Linked DNA regions of Sus scrofa: regions 1 and 3 are each linked to region 2. The links are chromatin contacts, called in public Hi-C maps. All regions are on one chromosome and are shown on one strand. Each heading gives the region's core, a stretch centred on a gene start, on an enhancer-like site or on the middle of the called end of the contact. The rest is flanking DNA. Distances are from core to core; before and after follow the strand shown. Region 1 overlaps MAML3 (mastermind-like protein 3). Region 2 overlaps MAML3 (mastermind-like protein 3). Region 3 overlaps MAML3 (mastermind-like protein 3).

What was found. Hi-C and Micro-C count contacts between places; a contact is called where the count stands out from the background.
Region 1: a contact with region 2 is called in a Hi-C map of omental adipose tissue, with 2.1 times the contacts expected there. The contact joins two enhancer-like sites. A contact is called at or near these places in 6 of 47 Hi-C or Micro-C datasets (embryonic fibroblasts, epiblast stem cells, omental adipose tissue and 3 more) and 1 of 2 datasets of contacts at active chromatin or transcription factors (skeletal muscle).
Region 3: a contact with region 2 is called in a Hi-C map of fetal skeletal muscle, with 1.6 times the contacts expected there. The contact joins two enhancer-like sites. A contact is called at or near these places in 5 of 47 Hi-C or Micro-C datasets (embryonic fibroblasts, epiblast stem cells, fetal liver and 1 more) and 1 of 2 datasets of contacts at active chromatin or transcription factors (skeletal muscle).

What each region holds. Positions count from the first base shown.
Region 1 is chr8:86,891,742-86,895,173 of Sscrofa11.1, forward strand. All of the region lies in intron 1 of MAML3 (mastermind-like protein 3), which reads left to right. Among named protein-coding and RNA genes, the nearest start is that of MAML3, 14 kb to the left of the region's middle. Within about 2 kb of position 1,445, at least 19 of the 83 cell types and tissues checked have an H3K27ac peak or open chromatin away from gene starts, as enhancers often do. A contact at or near this core is called in omental adipose tissue, where this site is marked.
Region 2 is chr8:87,283,670-87,287,111 of Sscrofa11.1, forward strand. The region is part of intron 4 of MAML3 (mastermind-like protein 3); the gene reads left to right. Among named protein-coding and RNA genes, the nearest start is that of MGST2, 110 kb to the right of the region's middle. Within about 2 kb of position 1,387, at least 36 of the 83 cell types and tissues checked have an H3K27ac peak or open chromatin away from gene starts, as enhancers often do. A contact at or near this core is called in fetal liver, fetal skeletal muscle, omental adipose tissue and 1 more, where this site is marked.
Region 3 is chr8:86,979,860-86,983,617 of Sscrofa11.1, forward strand. All of the region lies in intron 1 of MAML3 (mastermind-like protein 3), which reads left to right. Among named protein-coding and RNA genes, the nearest start is that of MAML3, 100 kb to the left of the region's middle. Within about 2 kb of position 2,047, at least 63 of the 83 cell types and tissues checked have an H3K27ac peak or open chromatin away from gene starts, as enhancers often do. A contact at or near this core is called in fetal liver, fetal skeletal muscle and skeletal muscle, where this site is marked.

The DNA.
Region 1 (3,432 bases), core at 195-2,694, 390 kb before region 2:
CCTTGTGAACTTCTAGCCCCCTGTGTCCCTCTTCACCCATCTCCTTTACCACCACCTCATGTCTTCATCTTGGTCACAGCGACAGCAGGGCCTGGAAACGTGTGCAGAATGTGCAGGGCTGGTTATTTGAAGCACAGAAAGAAGCCAAGGGCAGAGATGTAGGTGATTAGCCTAAACTTTAGAGGTCATTCTCTCCCAAGTGAGTCCAGTAAAGCAGGCGTTCTGCTTCAATTGATGGCCTAGAAACTGATTAGCAGCAGCCATTTTCTGCCATTTAGCTGCACCGCATAGCATCTTAGTGAGAAAAGCTCCTTTGGCCAGCTCAGCTAATGCAGCTGTGTGCTCAGTGCAGCCTTTAGGGGAGGGGACCTCGGTCTAAAGACAGCTAGGTATGTTCTGCTTCAGTAGCTTAAATAGCAAGAGTTGGTTGGGCACATAAAATAAGAACCTTACTTCTAATCTTGAAACTAGGCCAGCCAGGCCGATCGTCGAAGACATCCTTAAAGTTGCTGCGCTGGTCACGCCGTGCAACTTCAATCTGTGACTCTTCCTGCTGACAGCCAAGTTGAAACAGTGAAGTTTCGTTTTTGCCAGTCTACTGTCCCTCTGAGCAGTGTCATCTGACTTTTTTTGCGTTTGCTTCGGATTTTTCCTGGATCTGTTTCTTTTATCTTCTAGCCCTGGAATGTTCATTGAAGGGCGACTTTCACGTATTTACAAGGTGGACGACTGCCTAGCATTTAGCATCAAGTATAACATGTACCTTTGCATTGACTGTGGACAGATAAATGATTCTCGGTTTTTAATATTCGTTATTTCATAGCTCCTGATTATAGTTATTAGATTAAAACTGTTTTCCAAAGGCTGGTGAGATTGCAGCTAGGCTGCAGTAAACTTCTAGTTCTAATTCCTTTTGGAAAGCATTTTCCATTTCTTTTTTGAAAGAGTCCCGACATGATTTGTTCCAGGGAATACATGATGAGAATCAAGTCTTAACTTATTATGGAGTTTTTAAAAAAACACGTGTTACAAAAAGTGAGGGTTTCAGACTCATTCTTTTTGAAGAGAGTTTAATAACCTCGGAGATAAATTCATACCAAGGCGATTCTGAGGTTGATGTTAACATTTATGCAAAGAAATCGGACCTCTGTCAGAGCCGACAAAATTTCCTGGAGACTAAAGAAATACAACTGTTTTAATTGTTCATCCCTGAGTTTTGGCTTCGGAGTGGCTGAGTGCTCACAATACCGGAGTGCCCTGCGGGTAGAACATACCTCCCCCGTGCCTGCTCCTATCTTCTATTCTGTGCTCCTTTTGTCCCCAGTTCTAATCCACTGTGGCATTTTGGTCCCTCCTTCCTCCCTGCCTCCGGGAGCAGAGATGTAGCTGTAGCAGGGGACGCCTTTGCAGCGCGTGCAGGTGGTGTTATCTTTAATCACTTCAGGTATTTCCTCACAGTGGTGTGTGCAGATCAGCGCCTCCCGGGTGTAACATTCTCTTCACATCCTGCAGTAGCCCCTTCCCCAGGAGACGCTCTGATGTTGGGTAAACAGGGTGGTTTCTCTAAAGGAGTAACTTTCTCAGTTTAGAAAGTTGTTACGGCTAAATGGTTGAGAACGTACTTTGCAGTTTAACTGGGAATTCCTAAAGGGTTTGCAGCTGCTATTGGATTTTTAAAAACACGTTCGTTTTCTTCAATGAAGCATGGAAACAATGACATCAGATTTGGATTTCATGCTGCTTCCTTCTCAGAACCTATGGAAGGGATAGTTGAAAAAAACTGTCACAACAAGGACTAACCATATTGGAAAAAAAAAACTCTTTGGCAGATGGTATGTGTTAGAGTGGAGTTAGTCTGGAGCCTGTGATGAACTTGGACCTTGTCATGGTGGTAACCTGGAGGGTGGCAAAGTTGGGTGAACCTCCAGAAGCTGGGATATTTGGCACCCTGGCTATTGAAATTCAAATGGACCCCCCCCCACATTTGATCCTGTTTTTAGAGTGAAAGGACTGATATAAATCATTCAGGGGCCTTTTTTTACCTTGACGTTTGTGGTCTGGGTCTGAGATTGAAGTTGGAACACTGGGAAATATGTAACAATAGTTTCAAGGAAAGGAGCCTAATGATAGTGTGTGCCCGGGAGAATCGTGGCTTTGTTCCCTCTGCCGAGGTGCCAGTTGTCTGTGTTACCGGTTTGGTAGGCTCTGTGTTTATCTGCGGCCTGGAATGTCAAAGGATTGCCAAGCTAAGAATTTTGCTTCCCTCGCTACCCTGAAGTGATGGTGTAGGAGTTTCTGGTATTGGCTGGTGGGGGTGAGGACAACCATATATGGAAGGGGGAGGGGACTGGCTGGCTTTGGTATCCCGTCCCTTCTTCCTAATGCCATTTTCATGCCTCTATTAACCGAGAGTGGATACTCTGAATAATTATTTATGTCTGTCTTTTCCTTCACAGTGTAACGCACACGTCACTGTTTTCTTCAACTTTTTGTAATATATGTGTTGATGATGCACTGAAGAGCAATACATTTGAGAAGAGAGATAATTAGCTTTGACAGACTTACAGAAATGAGACTGTACAAGGAGGAAGCAAGAGGGTTGCTTAAGCAAGGGAGTCTAATACAAGGTTTGAGGGGAATTGTCCGGGTAAATTCTTCAATGTTAAAATTCACAACCATCTTGGTGGCCCAGGTTAGAGGAAGAAGTGCATTACTGTGTGATTTTGAAGAACTTAAATATATCTGTCATAGTTTAAAAAAAAATCTTTTTTTTTTTTTTTTTTTACTGGCCGCATTCACAGCACATGGAGGTTCCCAGGCTACGGGTCTAATTGGAGCTGTAGCTGCCGGCCTACACCACAGCCACAGCAACTCAGGATCCGAGCCACGTCTGCAACCTACACCACGGCTCACGGATCCTCAACCCACTGAGCGAGGCCAGGGATCGAACCACAACCTCATGGTTCCTAGTTGGATTTATTAACCATTGAGCCATGATGGGAACTCCTCAACACAGAATTTTTTAACCGCTTTTAAAATTGAAGAATAGCTAATTTGCATCATTGTGTTAGTTTCTGGGGTATAGCAAAATGATTGTTATATATTTACATACACATGTATAAATATATGCATATATATTCTTTTTCAGGTTCTTTTCCATTTACAGGCTATTACAAGATATTGACTATAGTTCCCTGTGCTATACAGTGGGTAATTGCCTTTTATTTTATATATAGTGGTGTGTATAAAACGTAGAATTTTTTTTCTGTTTTGGCTGCACCTCTGGCATATGGAGGTTCCCAGGCCAGGGATGAAGTCCAAGCTGCAGCTGCGACGGACACCACAGCTGAGGTAATGCCAGATCCTTAACCCACCGGTGCTGGGTGGCAGTGAACCTTTGGGTTTGCAGCGGCCTGAGCCGATGCTGAGACA
Region 2 (3,442 bases), core at 137-2,636:
GGTGGGGAAGAGGGATCAGGAGCTGTGCTCACCGAGACACAAGTGAATAAGTGAAACTCCCTTTGAGGCCTATACTTCTCCTAAGACTATTTTTATGCCAGTTTGTCACCAACTCAGGGTTAACAAAAGACCTGGGCCACTTCTATTTTTTGGAGTCACCTGGTATGTTTTACAAAAGGAAGAAATTCCAGGGAGTTTCTGCTGTGGCACAGTGGGTTAAGAATCCAACTTCAGTGGCTCAGGTCACTTCCATATACTGCAGGTATGGCCATAAAAAAAAAAAAGAAATGCCAATAAGGTTAAAAGAAAAGATAATGTTTATTTTTATTTTATTTATTTTTATTTTTTTTTTTGTCTCGTGTCCTTTTTAGGGCTGCACCTGCAGCATATGGAGGTTCCCAGGCTAGGGGTCCAATCGGAGCTGTTGCTGCCAACCTACGCCACAGCCACACAATGCCAGATCCAAGCTGCATCTGTGACCTACACCACAGCTCATGGCAATGCCGGATCCTTAACCTGAGATCAAACCCGCAACTTCATGGTTCCTAGTCGGATTTGTTTCTGCTGCGCCACAACGGGAACCCTATTTTTTAAAATACAGTGTGGTATACTTACACCTAATTCACAAGATAAATACAAGAGTTATGAAGAATATTAACCCATAGCAGACTTAGAGGAGTGTGATCTAGTTACAGGGCACCACTTAAAGCTGTAAAATAGGAGATACCTTTCAATTGTATCAGGGTTTCTCAATGACCCCACATAAAACGTCGTGTGGAGAATATATCTAAAAATCTCAACTCAAGGGTCATTGTGGATGTAGGGCCCAGGATCCGATGCCCCCCATCCTCCTGCCCACCAGCCCTTCCTGACCCTGGGTGAGCCCTTCTCCTAGAGACTTGCTTCCTCCAAGAACGTGGTTCTCAGCCCAAATCTGTAAGTGTGCAAAGTACCAACCCCAGATTTCTAAACGTTACTCCTCTTTTTCTCTCGTTTCTCATGCCCTCCCCTGAGTCCTGGCCCCCTGTCCCCCACCGTGACACCATGACAGCTGGCCTGGCTCTGCTCTCAGGGGCATGGCAAGGGCTTCCCTCCCCTCAGAGCCTTGCCATCATCGCACCTGGTTTGCCCACATGCAGGTTCAGCCAGCAGGGTGGGCGGGCTGACACGGACCCTCCCTCCCAGGGTGTCTCCTGGAGATGGGGGAGTCCAGGGGGCTGCTTTGTACCAGAGGCTCTTCCGGGCATTGGTCCCAGCATCTCTGAGCCACCTGCCCAAGGCCTCAGAGACAATGGAGGGCACCCCCAGGCCTTCTCTGCACAGCCTACCCTCCAGCTCGCTGCCCGCTTCCTCCTGCCTGTCTTGGAGAGGTTGCAGCAGAGAGCTCCATTTGGCAGTGTGGTGGTGCTCTTGTCTATAAATGGAAACATTGGCCTGGCTCCCAGTATAACACAAGATAGGCCTCTGCAGCAGTTATGCAATCTTTGCTGTGATGACTTCATCAGAAACCGGGTGGGGGGCCGGGGGCGCAAGGCAGGAGAAAGGGTCTGTGTGGGGGAAGAGTAGCTCGGGAGAAAAACCCTTTCTGGCAGCACTGCCGAAGACAAATCGAAACTCCTTTTTCCCCTTCTTGATTTTTAAATGAAGGAATCAAAGGCAGCAGACATATGGGTAAAAGCCCTAGTTTCTGGAGCAGGTGACAAACCATCTGCAGGCCATGCATAGGGACAGTGGCCACTTGGAGGCGGGCAGGTGCCATTCCTCCTTTGGCGGAGGGGTGGGTTTTCTTACAGCCCCACAGAGGAGATAGCCTGTGGAGGCCAAGGACAGTTTTCACTCATCTCTTGAGTTCTTGGGCTCTAAAGGTTGGGCTGGTTTTGGCCGTGCTCTATGGTTTCCAGCCTGGAATGGAGAAGAACTTCAGAGAGCAGCATGGTACCCCAAAGAAAGCTGGCCTAGCTGTTGAACTTGTAGCCAGACCCGGCAGGTTCAAGTTCACGCCACGTCCAGGTCTTGACAGGAAGAATGCCGGTTAAGGATGTCTGTCACACTCTCAGGAGTGTGAGGTAGGCTCCAGTGCAAATAGTCCAAGACATACCCAGAGCCCCTCCCAAACTCACTACATTCCTTTCCTGCTCTGTTTAGCCTAAATATTCTTAGTGAGGTTTGGGGTTGAGGGGGGAGGCGGTGAGGATGGGTTCAGTTGTACTTTAATGACTCTTGTAAATGTTGGCCATTTAAGTTGTTTCTTTCTTTCTTTCTTTCTGTCGCTTCTCGAAATCATTCAGGCTATTTAAGATAAATCTTTGCACAATGCTATGAATATTTGTAGCAGATGAGTCCTTAGAAATGGAGTTTCGGGTCCCTCTGCCCTAGAAACCATTGTCCTCTTGGCTCCCGGAGCCATTCCCAGACACCCTGTCCTCTGGGAACCTCAGTCCCCTCCCCAAGCACAGTCAGGTGCTTCGAGCACCAGGTCCTCAGGCTCTGGTCCTCCTGGTAGAAGGCCCAGGGACATAGCTTGTGCTGCTTCCTCTTCAAAGATGCCGTGAGCAGCTCAGGAGTCTCACCCCTCATCAGAATTGTACATTCCTTGGAAACAAGCAAATAGACCCTTTTTCTTTTCTTTTCTTCCTTTTGTTGTCAGTTGAAAGACTTTCTTTTTTAGAGCATGAAACTTAATATTTAATATTGAAGTAGTGTGCTCATAATAGAAAATTTGAAAGAATGTGAAAATAAAAGTCACTTAGAATCTTCATATAACCTGATTATTCAGTTTTAGCAACTGCTTCTCCTTCCACTCTTGCCTATATATTGTAAGTTTGGTTTTATATGTAATTAGATGATCTGAGAAGGCATGATTTTTATTGGCTGCCCAGTATTCATGGTATGGATGTACCATAATTTATTCAATCAAGCTCCTACTGTTGCACACTAATGAACTTTTAACCAATTTAGAGTTGCTTTGGTGGTCAAATTAATCACAACAAAGGGATCAAAAGGACTGTATAATTTACATCAAAGGCAGAGGAAAAGCATAATTCTCAAAGTTGTGTTTCCACTGGACAGACCTATGGTACCCTATGTTCAAAGCACTGATAAGGACAAATGGTATTTTTGTTGTTCTTACCCCAAGTCAGTCCTTGAAAACCTGGCCTTCCTGTGGCTGATGGCACTGTCCCATCTTTGCTCTGGATGGCCCCCTTTAACCCTTTCTTTCATCTTCAGTGGATGCTCCGGTAGCCCCGAGAAGCAGGCCATTACAGGGTTATCTTTTTTCTTCCTCTCCAGTCACACATCATATTGGTCCAGGCTACAGTTCATCATAGACAATTAGTTCAGTTCCGCAAATATTTATTCTGTTGCACCTGTGGACCTGGCTCTGTGCTGATGCTGGAAGACTCATAACAAAACCTATAGAGCTTGCAGGAATGTTGCCAAA
Region 3 (3,758 bases), core at 797-3,296, 300 kb before region 2:
GAGCATCTTTAAAGATGAGCGACATTTGAATTTTCAGCATTACTGGTGTTCTGTTCGGTGTGTACCTATCTTGGTGAAGACACCTTAGACTTTTTTTTTTTTCCCCCAAAAAAATGAATCAAGCTGTATCACCTGACCCCTGACATTACTTTTACAATCATTTTGGCACCTTTAATATAGTTTTAAATATAGTGCCTATTTTGGGAGAAATCATGGCTTCTGTTAGTGACATTGTTTCTTGTCCTTACTGGAAAAAAAATCATAAGGCTGATAGATATTTTTGTCATTAACATATAGGCATTTTTGCTTGCTTTCAGAAGGCTATAACTTTAACGTTTATAATTAAATGGACTTTTTTCCTCAATGCAAGGGAATTTCTGGGATCTGACTATACACATAGAGTAAAAGAAATGTGAATTGATTAACATGCTATTATATAAACTATGGGAGTGGAGTTTCAAAGACCTTTATTGTACTAATCCTTCACTGTCATATATTTCTCTATAGAGTAAAATTCCGTGGATGCTGGATAAAAGTTTCATTTTGCCCAAGATATTTAACCAGGTATCAAAGAGGATAGTTAATAAAAGTGATCTGACCTTCATCGTGATTCTGAAGGAGGCTCTTGTCCAATTATGTTCTCTCTCCCTCTTGTGTACAGTCACTGCTAGTGAGTCAGTTTCTACACGGGAGCATTTGTACCTCAGGGGAGAGGGCCCCTGACCCATGAGGAGGTCCTGCGGCCAGCTGCCCAGAGTAGAAAAATGTGTATTCAGTGGAACCCCTATCAGTGGAGCAAATGTTGAGAACCTGGTAGGTGGTACCACGTTGTACAACTGCACCCCGAGCAGTAGGTGTCACTGTAGTCAGTGGCTTCTGACTGCTCAGAGCTGAAGGGGTTAATTGGGTCTGGTTTATTTGGGCAGATAAAGGTCCATCTGTGCCCTCCCGGCTGCTTGTCTTTGTCGCTAGGGCCCCAGTTGACACCAATGAAAGCTCCAGTCCATGTTGAAAGGCACCATTTTTCTCTCCAAGAAGGGAAGCAAGATACCTTCCCATCTATATTTTAGAGTCAGGGGCTAGGCTGTTTGATGTGATGCGGTGGGTTGAGTTGAGGGGGATAAACAGAAGTGACAGACTCCTTCTCAAGTCTGGTGGGGGACCTGGGATGGAGGGGAAGGGAAAATTCTATTAAGAGAAATGAAAGAATATGGACTCGCGGAATACATTTCCTTGTTGTTATTGGCCCTGAGCCCTGTTACATTGAGGCGGTGTGAGCTTTCAGAACTTCTATCAGCATCCTTCTCAGAAATTTCCCTTTTACCACAAAGGAAGCAAAGAGAGAGAGAGAAAAAAAAAAATCTCTCTCCAGCAGAGATGTACTTCTTTTTTGGCGCTTTCCACCCCAGAAAGTTAATTCTCAAATGCTAAAATGGAATTTAGGATTTAGAAACAGCTACTCTGTGGACTAATTAAAAAAAACAAACAAACCCAACAACAAAAAAATCCACCCAAAACCCTGGGATTACATAGCCAATTGCTTTTTCAAGTACACCCAATTTTACTTTTTCTTTTCTAGTAGCACCCTGGTGTGAAAACAAAATAAAACCGAGTAAGCCTGCTGTACAGTTTTAGATTCATCTTATCTCTTATTATAATTATTTTTCTTTTGCCTAGAGAACCGATCTCTCTCCCAACGCACCACACGTGCAGCACAGAGCAGTTTGTCCTTTAAAAAAAAATACAGGAAGGCTTTCTGTATATGATTTATACAGGTACTCATTAAAAATAACTCCTGTCCAGTCTCTGCTCTTCCCCATAGCCTGCCGGTTGGTTGTGCTTAACTCCCCGATTAAGCCTTGCTCTTAATGCTACAGTGTGTTAAGCTCAGACTGCTCTCTTTCTCTCTCTCTCTCTCCCCTTCCGTCTCCCCTCCGAGTGAGTGGCTCGTTTTAAACCATCCGCACGCTCCCTGAGCCTGGTGGCGTCGCTTCCTGCCTCCCTGGCTCGCTGTTGCTAAGTGAGAGGCAGCAGATCACCCGTAAAGCTGAACCAATAGCATCCTGACCCCCATAGGCTGGTAAAAGCCGAAGAAAAGAGACTCCCACCGCGTTGTCTGTGGCCGGCGGGTCCTCCTCCCCCTCCCTCTCCCCTCCCACCTTTTCTTTTCCAACAGGAAGGGGAGGCGGTGAGGGAGCCAGGAGGAGGAAGAGGGAAGAAAGAGGGTGGGGGAGGTGAATCCTAATCTGCCTGGCTGTACTTGAGATAAATGCCATTTTTTCTTTGTGGAGAAAGGGAATGGGCGCTTCTCTTCAGCAATCACAGACCGGCAGATGCGCTGCTTTCTGCCCCCAAACTGCCGGCTGTTGTCAAAGCTCAAACTCGGAATGAGACGTTTGTCGACCTGCAGACAGACCTGCATATCTGCTCTGCTTCCTTCTCCCTCTCTCTCTCTCTCTCTCCACGCCCCCCCACCTCTCTCCACAGCTGTGACTCTTTTAATCCCTATAGTCGTGCAGATCTTGGCACCCTCTGTTCATTCTTCCTCTTCACCTCTCCCTTTCTTCTGTCTGGCAGTACTCTGGTCCAGAAATGCCTTTCCTTGAATGTACAAATGGGCAAAGGGTATTTTGTATCTTGTCCTGTGGAAGGAGTCATCTGATCATCCTGGGGAATGAGTGAGAGCGGAGGAATATTTATAAAGGCAATTAAAAAAAAATTCCCCATTAAGAATGTCATTGTCTTTGGTAAGGTCTATGCAAGCACAGGATGAGATGAAAGGCTGTTCCTATCTGGATAACTGCCAGTGTAGACAGCCAGTGGTAGAGTTGCGATTATACAGAGGAAGTGACCTTTCTCCTATAATTACTTGGGTATTTTGGGCAACAGCAGACTCAAGTTACCTGAGTAATTACGGCTTTGTAGATCTGACCTTCCAACAAGACAGATTCTAGGTAAGTTTTCCAGGGAGAATGTTTGCTATCTTTGGTGATAAAAGGAGCGAAGGCATCCAGTATTTTTGCAACCAGATGAAGTCCAGTTACCAGGAGGCTTTCTTCGGTTCATTGCCCAATCGATTCCCAGTAAAGGTCCTTTACTGGACATTTTGGAGATGGCTTATTGTTTGGTGGCTCCTGTGCCTTTGGAAAAAATAACTCGTGTTTCTCAGTCAAGGGTGTTGTGGTTTCCTGTAACCTATTCCTGGATTTGCTTGTGTTGTGGTAGGATATCAAACGCACGATACTCATGGTTAAACTGTCCATTTCCCTCAAGAAATTTTCCTTTCATACTTGAAATCCTATCATACTGCTGGACCAGAAATCCCGTCCACTTACTCAGTATCACACAGAAAAGTGATCGTTATTTTCCCACTCCACCTACTTTCTCTAGCCTTTATACCAACTTCTGTCTGTCTTTTCTTTTTTTTTTTGAACCCAAACTAAAATATTTTCATAAAGGGGAAGCGTGGGGGGATCAGATTAACCAAAAGGGAATTACCAGGGAAAAACCTTCACAAGCGCTCAGCAACTAGAATGTTTTTGTTTTAAGAGTTTATCTTTTTCTTAATACCATGACGTAAATGACAGTCAATACAGGTCTAAGCTAAAGCATTTAAAGCCAAAATTTGTAGATGATCTCTAGACATCATCTCACTCACTTTCAGTCCCTTCCAGGTTAGGTCGGAGCTATTTGCTGGTTGCCCAGTGCTCAGAATTGAGTGATACCTTCATCTTCTGCTGTGCCCATTTTTGAAACGG